2 separate regions of the Sus scrofa genome follow, and region 1 is linked to region 2. A link is a contact called in public HiChIP or PLAC-seq data. All regions are on one chromosome and are shown on one strand. The core of a region is the stretch at or near the end of the contact, and the rest is flanking DNA. Distances in the headings are between cores, read along the strand shown.

Region 1 (7,012 bases), core at 1,350-3,849, 380 kb after region 2:
ATTAAAGGTGATATATAAATTACTCTTCCACACTCCTTAGAATTCTAAACTGTTTAACCACTTTGATAGAAAACATTAAATGTGCATCCTTATTCTCTGCTTCATTAAACACTGCGTGCTAGACATAATTCACTCTATTATAATTTAGCATCACCACTCTTAACACCAGTACTGCCCAGCACACTGCTACCCTGATGTTTTAATATATACTGGCATTCTCCCAAGTGTATGCTGCAGAACTATCTTAGATGCTCCATGAAAAATGAGTTGAGTTCTTATTCAAGACACGGAGAAGCTCTATAGCAAAGAATCCAGTTAAATTTGCTCACTCTGTGTTTCACATTTAACTCTTCTCTACATTACTGGTTAAGGTCCATGGAACAAGTACTATATAGAACACACCTGGGAGTTCCCATCACGGATCAGTGGTTAACGAACCCCACTAGTATCTATGAGGACGTGGGTTCGATCTCTGGCTTTGCTCAGTGGGTTAAGGATCTGACATTGCCGTGAGCTGTGGTGTAGGTCCCAGATGCAGCTTGGATCCCGAGTTGCTGTGGCTGTGGTGTAGGCCGGCAGCTACAGCTTCAATTCGACCCCTTGGCTGGGAACCTCTATATGCCTTGGATGTGGCCCTAAAAAAAAAAAGACAAAAGACAAAAAAACCCCAACAAACAAACAAACAAAAAACTACATGGAAACAGTGCTTTGTACTCAAGGGATCCAGGTTGTTGTACTCTGTTTTGGTGCCTCTTTATAACTAATTTTTGGACCATCAGTTTGTATTCCACAGTAATTCTTATATTCCACAGTAATTCTTTGTAATCATCCTCTTTCCAATTTGCTGATTCTTGGCTACTGTGAGCTGGAGAGCCAAGTAATCCAGCTTGATAAAAATTGATAAAAACTGTGTCCAAAGTCAAAGTTAACAGCCTCTGAGAGCCTGTGGGTTTCTTGTGGTACCAAAAGCATGAGTTTAGGCATATCAACTTGATACAATTTCACCTACTCAGTCTTTCCAGGTCCTTTCTGGGTCTCAGCTGCGTTGTTCAAGAAATGAGGTCTTGTGCAATACTGGTTCAAGCTACATTACATTAGACCATGAGCTCGTGAAGCCCGGGGACAGTGTGGAATTTTGCCCACAAAGGTCTCCTCAGAACCTATCGCAGCAATTGGTGCATAGCACACTCTTGACAAATACTTGACAATGACTAGTGAACTACCCCAAGCACCGATATAACATTAAGTCTTTAGCAAAACACATGATAAATTTTAACTCAGGACACCAGAAACATACTTCCTCCTCTCCTCATTCAGGCAGAGATATCAGGGACTCCTATGCATTCTGCTCAGGTACAGTGTATCCAGCTCCTACAGTATTCCCATTCATGCACTGAGGCCTTTATGTTACTGAAAGTGGGGGATAGGAAGTACTGGCCTCTCCTCTTAGGAGAAAGGGATACAGGATACACAGATTTAGATCATATACAAGAGAGCATTTCCAGTTCATGCAATCTGCTGTAACACTGGAATGGGAGACTCTAACTGGCAGACTTCCCTTCTGGGATCTGGCTCCTTCTTCTGACTGATGTATTTGTGTCTGCCAGCAAAAACACCTCCTTAACAATGGGAAAGTCATAGGAAACCAATTTAGAACTTAGGTTGTAAGCAGAAGTAAAAGATGGAAGTGAATGTTCTAGAAGGATAGTTCACTTAAGCAGCCTAGGCCTGATTTAAAAACAAACAAAAACCTTGCCCACACAGTCCAGCAATTTTGTGAAAACACCATGTAATTTCTTTTTTCCTTAAATCCTCCACCCCACCCCCACCCCTTTTCCATAAGTACTGTTTACATACAATGCTTAAGACAACCAGTGCGGTTTTTTTTCCCCTCAAGAACAGTGTACTCCTGAGAATATATCTCAGCCCCTTGACTTGGCCATCTCCATCACCTACACATTTATAATTCTTCCCGGAAGAAGCCAATTAGCTCATTCATAAAGAACTGATTCTGAGCAGTTTTCCTCACAAAGCGTGATTCTACTCGAATTTCTCGAGAACTGCTCACCAACTCTTAAGTTGCCTTGTTGACCTGACATCCCTCGCCCAGAGGAATCCCTCCCGCGTTCTCAATTACAACTTTATCTGCTAACCTGGAAATACAGAACTTCTGCATTTGGATCTCATCTGCCTGGGGATTTAGTTTTACCTTAAAGTGAGCCCCAAAATTTTGAGATCTGGAAGTCTCTAATGGGAAGAGGTGGCGAAGGGGGCCTGGGCAGGGGGCCGAAATCGTGATGCTAATGAGGAGCGATGATCCCGCGAGGCAAAGCGAGGGGAGGCCAGCACCCCGGAACTGGCGCCGCAGAGACTGCCCGAGGCCGCCGTGGCGGCGGGAAGGCCGGGCTTTGACCCCGAGTAATCCTCCGCCGCCGACCCCTTCTCCTGCAACCCCAACAAGCAATCAAAGACAAGCTAGAGACTCCGGCCTCCCTCCCTCACCCCGTGCCCCATCAACCGCACAGTCCGTCCTCAAAACTTTCCGCCGGAGCGCCGAGGCCGGAACTATAGGTCCGCCGGACAAAAGGAACTCTGCGCCCGGGATGCGCAAGGCGCTAGGGGCGGGGCTTTAAGAATTTCGTGGGCGGGCACTGACTCCGCGGCGAAGCTTCCGGGCCCGTCTTGCTCAACGCCTTTCTTCCTAACATTTTATCCGTGACGACAGTGACGAACTCGCTCCCCGCAAGTCTCCAACTCCACCTCTGTCTCTGCCTCTTCCCTCCCTCCCCCCTCTCCGGCTTTTCCCCATTTACCTGGCCTCCTTCCCACCCGTTGACCCTTGGGCTTCACCTGTCCTGGGAACCCTTCCTACTCTCTCCTCACTCACCTGGGCCCCTTGGTGCACCAGCCTAACCCTCACTGATATTTGCCCCTCTTCCCCGTCCCTCTTCAAACCCCACACTCGTATCACCTCCGAAACAGTTGACAGAATCCTCTTCCTGCGCTTTTTAAATGAATTCGTGCCTGAGGAGGGCTCATATTAAGCATACTGTGTATCTCTCATAGCTGACCTGAGCCAGTTTCCGCGTTAAAACTTTTAACTCTTGATCTCCTCAGTCCAGATGCTCACTTTATCCCCCATGCTTGAGGGGAGCAGAGAGAGGGTTGAGTCCATTCCCCTGCCCTGGCCCTGCTAAGAGATTTGCACTCAGGCTTTCCAAGGGCATCTTCGGCCCTTGCCTACCCCTCCTTTGGCCACCTGGTGTCCCCATAGCAGCCTGTGCCTCATCGAGGGCTTTGCGGGCACAGGCGGTGACTTTCTTTATACCTTTCTTTATATCCTCATAGGGAGCCAGGAAATGCCAGCTAGAGGTAGGCCTAAATGGATGCCAGCAGGCCCCCTGGGTGGTTGTGGTTCAGAGAACAATGTTGTACCACCTAGATTACTAGTGGAAACAGGCCTCTAGAAGCCTTATGCCTTTGACAATTTCTTTTGGTTAGTGGGTTGAGGTGAGGTAGGGGGCCAGTTAAGCAGGGAGGATGCTTTGAATCATGAAACTGAGGCTGTCTGACTTTTCACAGCTTGTTCTGTGGAAGAGCGTGGGCTCCAGTTCCTTGTAGTTCTTTCCTGTCACATCCTTGTATCAGGTGGCAGAGGAAGGCACATCAGTCCCTGGGAATGTCCCTGCAAGCATCAGAGCCCAGGGCCTGGCAGACTGCCCTGTTTGCTTCAGAACTTCTCAACTTGGAATTCTCGTCATGGTGCAGCGGAAACAAATCCGACTAGGAACCTTGAGGTTGTGGGTTCGATCCCTGGCCTTGCTCAGTGGGTTAAGGATCTGGGCTGCCATGAGCTGTGGTGTAGGTGGCAGTCCCGGCTCGGATCCCACATTGCTGCTGTGGGTGGCTGTGGTGTAGGCTGGTGGCTACAGCTCTGAGGACCCCTAGCTTGGGAACCTCTATATGCCATGGGTGTGACCCTAGAAAGACAGAAGATACAAGAAAAAAAAACCAACTTCTCAACTTGGCTGGTCTCACCATCTCAAGACCTTGTTATGCATGAGCAGGCAAAGGGATCTAGGTAGGTAAAGCTGCAACCTAATTACTTAGTTCTCATTTTTAAGTCTTTCCCTCATGGAGGGATGCGGCCAAGAATATGTGGGGAAAGGAGTTGTTGAGCTATCCCTAATGTGATGACTCAGCCCTGTGGTCACGGTTCTCCTGGTAGTTCCAGCTTAGTTCCATTAAGATTCATTACCTTACCCAGTTCTACAGATTAAGTTTATTAGTTTGCTGATGGGTGATTAGGTCTTGGTTACCTAGTTCTTCTGATTACAGACCAGGAAAGTGAAGGGAATTTGTGCAGATTGACCATAAAATGTGTAAATACCAAGAGGACCATAACACTTAGGGCAGCTGGTAAGTCCTTTCGTTTTTGTTTTTTAATTCATAGTAGGATCCCATTAAAAATCAAAGTTTGTTAAGTGAATACAAAATCAGTGAATATTAGCACAAAGAGAATATCTTAAAGGAGATGTCTCAAGCCATAGCTGATGAACGAGTTTCTTTTTCCCACTTGGGAGACCTAGGATTTTTGTGTTTCTATACATACATTAAAGGAAATCAATAAACAGATTTCTTTGCATCATCTATCATCCTCTTTATTTTGTCCTGCTTTGAAGCAGTGAACTGCTGTCAGAGAGGCTTTGAAAGGCAGGGTGATTTGGTCTCCAGACTGACAGAGTAAAGGTTAATGACGGAAATAGCAAGCCTCTCACAGAAGCCAGGTACTGGGGTTCAAGGGAGATTCATCTGCCCATCTAATTCTCCTATAGAACGTGTTGAAAATATAGATTACAAGGCCATGCCAACTCAAGTAGAGATTCATGGGTTGGTGCCTGGAATCTTTTATAGAGACAAAGGGCAAGGAGTGAGTGAGTGAGGAAATGGGGAAGGGAGAGAGCAGGGGTAAAGCAGTGAATTCTTTCCTCTCTTTCTCTCTGCTGCTGTCCTTTGCTGCTGTCCTTACCTTCTCCTGTATGGACCTTGTGCACTTGCAAATCATACTTCCAAGCTCCAGGCTATCTGCTTTCCTTCATCACCCAACTCCATACTGCTATTTTCACCAAAGTGAAAGTCCAAAGAAATTGTAGACATGACCCTTTTGAAAAATTTCAAACATATTTCCCCTATTTCAAAGAAAGGGGAAATGGCATAATAAATCCCCATGTATCTTTCACACTATTTCTGCTATCCTTTTTTTTTTTTTTTTTTTTTTTTTTTTTGCCTTTTTAGGGCTGCTCCTGTGGCATATGGAGATTCCCAGGCTAGGGGTTGAATTGGAGCTGCAGCTGCCCATCTACACCACAGCCACAGCAAAGCAGGATCCGAGCCTTGTCTGCGACCTACACCACAGCTCACAGCAACATCGATCCTTAACCCACTGACTGAAGCCAGCGATCACATATGCATCCTCATGGATTCTAGTCATGCTCCTTACCTCTAAGTCACAACGGGAACTCCTCAACTCAATTCTTAATCTTGTTGCATTTACACCCTTTCCCACTTCTCTCCAATGTACTATTATTATTATTATTATTAATTTTCTTTTTTCTCCAACATATTATTTTGATGCAGATCACAGATAGCATAACATCTGTCCATAAATATTTCAGTATGTTATCTCTAAAAGAGAAGGACTTTTTTTAATTAATAAATTTTGTTTCAGAGCACTTTTAGGTTCAGAGCAAAACGGAGTATAAAGTACAGAGTTCCAATATATTCTGTCCACAGACACACAGCCTCCCTCACTATCAACATCGTAGCACCAGAATGATACATTTGCTATAATCTGTGTACCTCCATTGACATACCATCATCACCTAAAGTCCATAGTTTATTTAAGGTTCACTCTAGGTGTTGTACATTCTGTGGGTTTGATGGATGTATAATAACATGCGTATACCCTTGTAGAATCGTACTGAATAGTTTCGCTACCCTAAAATGACTTTGTGCTCTGCCTTTTTATCTCTCACTCTCACATGACTCCCTGGAAACACTGATGCTCTTACTGTATCCATGGTTTCGCCTTTCTCAGAATATCAATAAGTTAGAATCATATATAGTAAGTAGTCTTTTCAGATTGGCTTCTTTTGCATTTAAGCTTCCTTCTTGTCTGTTTATGGCTTGGTAGCTCATTTCTTTTTATACATTTTTTTTGCTTTATTTTATTATTTTATTTTTTGTCTTTTTGCCATTTCTTGGGCCGCTCCCACGGCATATGGAGGTTCCCAGGCTAGGGGTCTAATCAGAGCTGTAGCCGCTGGCCTATGCCAGAGCCACAGCAACGCGGGATCCGAGCCGTGTCTGCAACCTACACCACAGCTCACTGCAATGCCGGATCGTTTAACCCACTGAGCAAGGGCAGGGACCGAACCCGCAACCTCATGGTTCCTAGTCGGATTCGTTAACCACTGCGCCACGACGGGAACTCCTCATTTCTTTTTAATACTATGTAATAGTCCAATGCCTGGATGCAACATAGTTTACTGAAGAATATCTTGGTTGCTTCCAAATTTTGGCAGTTATCCAAAAGGCTGCTGTAAACATCCTTGTGCAAGTTTTCTGTGGGTATAGGTTTTCGGTTCAGTTTAATAAATACCTTGGAGAGAGATTAATGGCTCATATGGTTAGAGTATGTTTAGTTTTGTAAAAAACTGTCAAACTGTCTTTTAAAGTGGCTGTACCATTACGTATTCCCATCAGCAATGAATGAGAGTGATCATGCAGTTGTGGATTTCATCCCTGGCCTTGGTCAGTGGGTTAAGGATCCAGTGGTGCTGAGAGCTGAGCCATGACGGGAACTCCAGATTTTATTTTTTTTTACACTTTGGTTGTGTAAGATCCAACATCAGTCTCTTGGTATATCTCTAAATTCTCTTTTAATCTATAGGTTTCTTCCTCACATCTTTTGACCTCCTTCTTTGCTCTCAATCCTCCTTTAGTCTTTTCC
Region 2 (7,654 bases), core at 4,852-7,351:
AAGAAAACCAGTTATATGGAAGTAATTACCAAAATATTTTAAAAATATGCTTCTTAACTGACAAGCAAAATTAAATAAGGTCTAACAGCTTTTAAATTATTTATTTGGGGGGGGGCACACCCAAAGTATATGGAAGTTCCTGGGCCAGGGATGAAACCCAAGCCCCAACTGTAGCAACCTTGGATCCTTAATCCAACTTGTTCCACTGCTGCAGAGACAATATGGGATTCTTAACCAGCCCACCACAGTGGGAACTCCAATGTAACAGCTTTTTAAACAACTATCAGGATTTCGAAGTTGTTCATACAATATTTTGACATATCAGCAATGTAATGTGATATGAAAATATCTGTGATTTTGAGTGGTGACAAATCCGAAGGTAATGCTAATACTGCTGTAGATCTTACCTACATTCATAATTGAAGAAAATGCTGTATTTCAGAGATCAGAGAAATTAAAGTTCAAAGAACCTCTTAATTATATCCCTGGACCACTTGGAAGCCTATGAACCCAAGTGAAGAACCCTAAAAGCCAAGGAGGGAAGTATTTCTGTAAAGTATATTTCGAAAGACTACTTGCAGCAATGAAAGAAGACAGTAAAACTACTTACAAAAACTTATGTCATATGGATAAAACCTTTAGTTTCAAAGCAGTTGTTTTTTGTTTTGAGGTGTTTTTGCTTTTTTAAAATTATACTTAATTTATTAATTTATTTATTTTGTCTTTTCAGGGCCACAACCACAGCATATGGAGGTTCCCAGCCTAGGGGTCCAATCCGAGGTACAGCTGCTAGCCTACGCCACAGCCACAGCAACCCAGGATCCGAGCCTAATCTTCGCCCTACACCACAGCTCAGGGCAATGCTGGATCCTTAACCCACTGATCGAGGCCAGGGATTGAACCCGCATCTTCATGGATGCTAGTTGGGTTCATCAACTGCTGAGCCACCACAGGAACTCCCAGGACAGGTGGTTTTAAAAATATGTATTAGAATAAAGTACAGGAGTTCCCATCGTGGCGCAGTGGTTAACAAATCCGACTAGGAACCATGAGGTTGAGGGTTCGGTCCCGGCCCTTGCTCAGTGGGTTAACGATCCGGCGTTGCCGTGAGCTGTGGTGTAGGTCGCAGACGCGGCTCGGATCCCGCGTTGCTGTGGCTCTGGCGTAGGCCGGTGGCTACAACTCCGATTAGACCCCTAGCCTGGGAACCTCCATATGCCGCGGGAGTGGCCCAAGAAATAGCAACAACAGCAACAACAACAACAAAAGACAAAAAAAAAAAAAAAAAGAATAAAGTACAATTTTAGGGCTATTAAGAAGTAGGAGAGTAATTTATTCAACTTCTAAATACTTGACTTCCTATTATTCAAACTTGAACTAATCATTCTCCAAAAACATACAAATGATTCAGCTTAAATGATAAAATGGGAGTTCCCTGGTGGCTCACCAGGTTAAGCACTGGCCCCCCAAAAAAGATAAAATTGATTTTTAATTTGCATTTTAGAAACAGAGTGAAAGAACTAATGAAATTAAAAATTAATTATGTGTGGAGTTCCCATCGTGGTTCAGTGGAAACGAATCTGATTAGCATCCATGAGGACGCAGGTTCAATCCCTGGCCTCGCTCAGTGGGTTAAGGATCCGGCATTGCCATGAGCTGCAGTGTAGGTCGCAGGCGCAGCTCGGAACCTGCATTGTTGTGGCTGTGGAACATGCGGGCAGCTATAGGTCCAACTCGACCCTTAGCGTTGGAACCTCCATATGCCACAGGTTTGGCCCTAAGAAGACAAAAAAAAAAAAAAAGGTATTCGTAGCAACAAAATTTAACTGATGAAATGGCAAATCAAGTTAAAATCTCTCTTAAACACTTGGTCTCTAACCTCTAACACAAACTGGAAACGAAATTCAACAAAAACTCCCAAACAATGCCGGCAATTTAGTAGATGATTATTGCTTTTGATAATCTCAAACCTTTATTTTATGCCCAAGTTATTGTTTCAGAAATTCTGAACACTTTAATGAAGAAAAATAACATCACTCCTATGATAACTTTCCTCAGGTTTAGAAATGTTTGGCAGGTTTTCACTAAGGCTGGTCTGCTGGTCTGAAGATGAATGTATCCAAGAAAAGTGAAATGTTGATTAGGAAACAGTGTGCAATTCCAGAAATAAAGCTGCACCATCATTTATTCAATGTGCTTTATTTATTTATTTTTTTTTTTGCTATTTCTTTGGGCCGCTCCCGCGGCATATGGAGGTTCCCAGGCTAGGGGTCGAATCGGAGCTGGAGCCACTGGCCTACGCCGGAGCCACAGCAATGTGGGATCCGAGCCGCGTCTGCAACCTACACCACAGCTCACCGCAACACCGGATCGTTAACCCACTGAGCAAGGGCCGGGACCGAACCCGCAACCTCATGGTTCCTAGTCGGATTCGTTAACCACTGCGCCACGACGGGAACTCCCCAATGTGCTTTATTTAATTTGTATTGAATTTAACTACGAGAAAGGGAGGAAAGAGGGAGGGAATTAAAAACTAGCTAAGAACTGTTAAGGTAGGCACATTATTAACTGTCATGAAAATTACAGATGCCAACCAACATGTTTGAGCATCTTCAAATCTTCACTTAAACTCTCATAAGGTGACACCCTTTCAATGGACAAGGACAGAAAGCATTCAGAAATTAAGGGAATTACATGGGATCCCACAGTTCTCACAACCAAATTCAGACCAAGTAATGTTACTCAGAATATTTTTTTTTAACTCAGAATTTTTAAATGGAAGCAAATATTTCTGACTGCATGTATTTAGAATGCAAACTGTTGTATATGCAAGATACTTTAAAAATACACATCAAGGAGTTCCCGTCGTGGCGCAGTGGTTAACGAAATCTGACTAGGAACCATGAGGTTGCAGGTTCCATCCCTGGCCTTGTTCAGTGGGTTAAGGACCCTCGTTGCCATGAGCTATGGTGTAGATCAAAGACGAGGCTCGGATCCCACGTTGCTGTGGCTCTGATGTAGGTAGGCCAGAGGCTACAACTCCAAACAGACCCCTAGCCTGGGAACCTCCATATATGCTGCAGGAGCAGCCCTAGAAAAGACCAAAAAAAAATACACATCAATACTGAAAAAATCAGAAATCCAAGCAGAAAAAATATTTAAAATTTTTATTTTATTCAAATAGAACAGGATACCTATAGTAAAATAAAAATTTTAATTTGGGAGGGGTCTTTTTAGGGTCACACAGGCAACATATAGAAATTCCCAGGCTAGGGGTGGAATTGGAGCTGTAGCCACCAGCATATACCATAGCCACAGCAACACAGAATCTGAGCTGCATCTGCTACCTACACCACAGTTAGAGGCAAAACCAGATCCTTAACCCACTGAACAAGGCCAGGGATCGAACCCTTGTTCCCATGGATATAGTCGGGTTCCTTACCACTAAGCCACAACCAGAACTCTGCAATCTTTAAATATTTATACTGTCACATAAAAATACTAAATTATACAACAATATTGGATACTGTCTCATATTTTAAGTTTATGTGAGAAATACACATTGCATTGGATACATAGAGCTCATCAGGAAAAGAAAATAAAGCCAGTGTCTAGTACAATCTACCAAATAATCTGGGTTGGGGTTAGGGTAAAGGTACAATATACCAAATAACTTTTCAAACTACCCTATAAAATTTTTAAAGTCTAACATGACAGAAAAACCAGTAGAAATACAGAATAGCAGTATTTTATTCTTAACTCAAGTATAATTTCCAATTACAAGAGTATACTGATGAAATTATTTGTTTAAATTATGTGGCTGAAATACTTTGTTTATAAGAAACTAGCTAATGTTCAACTCTGATTTTTCTTTCACCTCTCTTCCTCTTTCCAGGAATCCTAAAATAAAAATAACCCTCCTGGAGGCTTTTAAGTCCTCAAAGAAAATATCTCTATACTGTTGTAGACTCATGCATACTTTCAGAGTTTCTACCATGGAAAGCAAACATTTTATATAATTAAGCCTTGGGAGAATCTTCAATCCAAGTGAAACCATTTGCTGTTTCACTATCATGTAAAAATACTAAATTCTATAATGATATTGTCATACAGAAATACTAAGTTCTATAATGTCTCATAGTCTAATCTACTCCTTTACAGTGAAAATTATGGTTTGGTATGTCTGAAAACTTCTAGTAAACTTACATTAACTGAAAAACAAATAGGTAATTCTTAAATAAGTCATTAACTTTTGTTGATTTACCTAATGATGGATTTAATTTTTTTTTTGTCTTTTTGTCTTTTTTGTCTTTTGTTGTTGTTGTTGTTGTTGTTGTTGCTGTTTCTTGGGCCGCTCCCACGGCATGGTTTTTTAAAGCAGCTGTTGTTTTGAAAAGAAAAAGAAAGATATAACTGCACACTTCCTATAATTTATAGTGTTCTGGGACAAGTGATGGAAAGAGATAAAGGACTTTGTCAAAGAAGCCATCCCTATCCATAGAGAACATACACATACCTTATACAGGCCCAGAAACAATATCATTGCCTACTTCACTGGATTTAAACTTGAAGGTGAGGACTTGTTCACTGTTCCATATCCATCAACAAAAGAGGGCCTTGGCCCATAGTAGGCCCTCTTCAGATTTGTCAAACAAATGAATTTAAATATATGTCACTTCCACTAAACTCAAATTCCTAGAATAGCGGCATCCACTTGTTCAGGTTTAACAGTCTCTTGGAACTAAATTCCCTCCTTTGGATTTATGTACCATTTTACAAAATGCTCCTGCCCACACATCATTTAATCCCTCTTTGTGAAATAAACGGTCAAAAAACAAACATTTAGTAAATGATAAGGACTTCGCAATTCAGCTAAAAATAGGAAAAGGGAGCATTTTGAAAATCCAGAGATCATAAGCTGATAATCCAGAACAAAATGAATTTGTCTACAAGTTAGTGGTTACAAGACCCAGCAGGACCTAGCCTCGTCTGATATTTATAGACTTGGGGAAGAGAAAAAATGGTTTCTTTTCCGGAAATCTCTTGGCCGGAGTGCCACTCTTTCACATCTCCCGATAAAGAGAAAAGAAAGGTAAACAAGAATCACCCTTAAAAACTACTTGGCACCGTCAAGTTCAGAAAATCCGCAAACAACTGCTGAGACACCTAAGTAGTTCAAAAACAATTTCTGCGGAATTTCCATCTCCTCGGGCTCTTTCCTGTGGGCCTTGAAAAGTACGGCGAGTCCCGTTTACGTCCCGGTGTGCGGGGCCACACAGCAACTGTGACACTGCCAGCCTCGCGCTGCCTGCGTCCCAGACCGCCGGCTCGGCCCCCCGCGGCAGCCCCTCACCTGAGCCCTTCCCGCAGTCCCCAACAGGCCCAAGGGGCACCCGGCCGGGCTCCGGAAGGGGAGCCGCAGCCAGGGCAAGCGGCAGTACCTGGCGGAGCTTTAAGTGGGGTCTGGGACACTTCAACGAACCGAGTATTTTGTGCCTGTAGCTCAGAGTTTCTGCGAAGTAGGCACATTCTGGCCCCAGTGTCAGAAGGCCTGAAAGCGGCCGTGAGGGGGAGCACAAGGGGCTCGCTTCAAAAGTAAGAAACAGCTGCTTCAGAGGTTGGCAGAGCCCCATCACACGGAAAGTGAGGGGTGCCAGGAGAAGGGCCGCGCACCCCCTCACACCCTCGGGATGGGATAGGCAAGCCTCCTGCCCTCCACCGGATCCTCACCGCCGGCGACTAGGCAAAGGGCTCGGGTCAGGACTACTTCGTTACCTCTTTGCGCGGAGGCGAGCGACGAGGTGATGAGCCGCGCGGCGGAGGCGCCGCAAGTACAAGCGCCACAGCCCGACATCTCCGCGCGGCTTAGGCCGGGGCTTCGCCCCTACTGCCCTCCGGCTCTCAGCGGTCGATGGCTACTCTCAAGGTTCGCTGGCTTGGCTCCGGAACCTCCTGCCGGCTCTAGGCCCAGTGCAGAGTCCACCCGCCTGAAAACAGGGCCTTCGCGCTCTTCATAACCCACTGCCTTCTACTCAATAGACACCTCGCCCCCCCCACAACTTCCCCCTCCTCCTCCCCCGGCCCCCCTCCCCGCCCCGCCTACGGGGTCCGAGGAGCGTGCGCGCGCCTGCGCCCTGGGCCTAGGGAGGGGGCGTGGGCACGCGTGTGCGTGCGTGAGACGCTGAGGTAGGGCGAGGGGAAGGGGGCGGTGACCTCAGCGCCAATGAGCGCGCTCCAGGAGACGTCCCACCCCAAGCAGGGAACTACAAGTCCCGGCACACAATTCTCTTTATCCTAGCGTTGAAAAGTTTGCGCTAGAAGCAGAGAAATGCATGCCGGGAGTAGTAGTCCCAACTCCTAGCAATAAACTGGTCATTTTCGACTGGTGGCTGGGTACGTCCAAGTGAGACCCGTGGCTTAGCCAGCCCCAGGAGGAGTTTTGAAAGCCGCCATTTCAGTAAGAGTCAATAAGTTCCTTACCCATCCACATCCTATGTTCCTTATCTTTTCCTTATCTTTAGATTACTCATTTGTAACATGGAAGTGGAGGTGTTTTTTACCAAGTTCCCAACTGTTGGAAGACCATTCTCTTCCCTTGTTTTTTTCAGGCCTAGTGGTGATAACTCTTCCAGCTGTTCTAGTCCCTGGGTGCTTTACACGCCTTTGTCAGTTCACTTAAACCTGACCACACCCTGGTAAAAACTGTTCTTTAATCTCTCTTCTGTTACCCTTGTTTGCATGCCTGGTTCCTCGCTGGATCTGTAAAGGAGATCAACCAGCTAGCTGACAAGGTGCAGGATGGTGACAAATGAATCAAACTCTCTTCTCATCTCGGTTGGCAACAGACTATTTACTCTGTATATAAAATTCTGATCAACTCGGAAGCCCAGAGAAATTGCTGAATGAGCTTGGAGACTTTTAGTTCTGAGCGGGTACAAGGCGGGCAGGGAAGGAGGGGCCCGGGAGAACGCAAGCCAACGTCAAGTTATTTAGCCTTTATCAATCTTGGATCAGAGAAATGTGGCTTCTAGTTCCCTGGGTCTGGCCATGAAAAGGGGTACTGGCCTTGGCTCCAGGCCACACATGTGTGTTTTTGTCTCTCCTGGAGCTGATTCCTGGTAACTTCCTCACCTTAAAGGGGCAGGGACCAAAAGAGAGCCCAGGTCTTACCTGCCATCATTAATAGAATTTTGAAGAAGAGAGACTCTGAAGTTCCTCCGGGAGTTACCGCTATGGCACAAGGGGATCGGCAGCGTCTCCAGAGCGCTGGGACACAGGTTCAATCCCCCGCCAGGCACAGACAGTGGGTTAAGGATCTGGTGTTGGCTCAGCTGCGGTGTAGGTGGCAGCATGGTTCTGATCCCTGGCCAGATTAAGGCAGAATAATAACTCAGGTAGTCAGTGTAGGAGCATGGGCCTCAATGCCTTCTTTGATATGGCTGTTGATTAACATTGTGGCTTAAGAGGTCCAGGGAGTAACCTCCCCACACGCCTTGTTTACTATAGGGAATGTACCTACACACCCAGGTAAACTGTGACTCAGTTTACGGGACAAAAAGGGCAAAGAAACAATGAGACTTACAGGAAATTTACACCCCTACAACCTCTACTGGACAAGGACTGATATAGGTAACTGGGCAAGGCCAATGGGAAA

The links. HiChIP or PLAC-seq counts read pairs in DNA pulled down with a chosen protein or histone mark.
Region 1: a contact with region 2 is called in an H3K27ac HiChIP or PLAC-seq map of alveolar macrophages. The contact joins the promoter of INTS14 here to the promoter of CLPX in region 2. A contact is called at or near these places in 1 of 5 promoter capture datasets (liver) and 1 of 2 datasets of contacts at active chromatin or transcription factors (alveolar macrophages).

The regions. Positions count from the first base shown.
Region 1 is chr1:163,600,586-163,607,597 of Sscrofa11.1, forward strand. INTS14 (von Willebrand factor A domain-containing protein 9) reads right to left here and starts at 2,600. Exons shown (of 12, transcript XM_005659853.3): 1 at 2,210-2,600. SLC24A1 (sodium/potassium/calcium exchanger 1) reads left to right here and starts at 2,638. Exons shown (of 9, transcript XM_021100202.1): 1 at 2,638-4,081.
Region 2 is chr1:163,215,966-163,223,619 of Sscrofa11.1, forward strand. CLPX (ATP-dependent Clp protease ATP-binding subunit clpX-like, mitochondrial) reads right to left here and starts at 6,102. Exons shown (of 14, transcript XM_021100084.1): 1 at 5,776-6,102. The coding sequence starts at 5,854.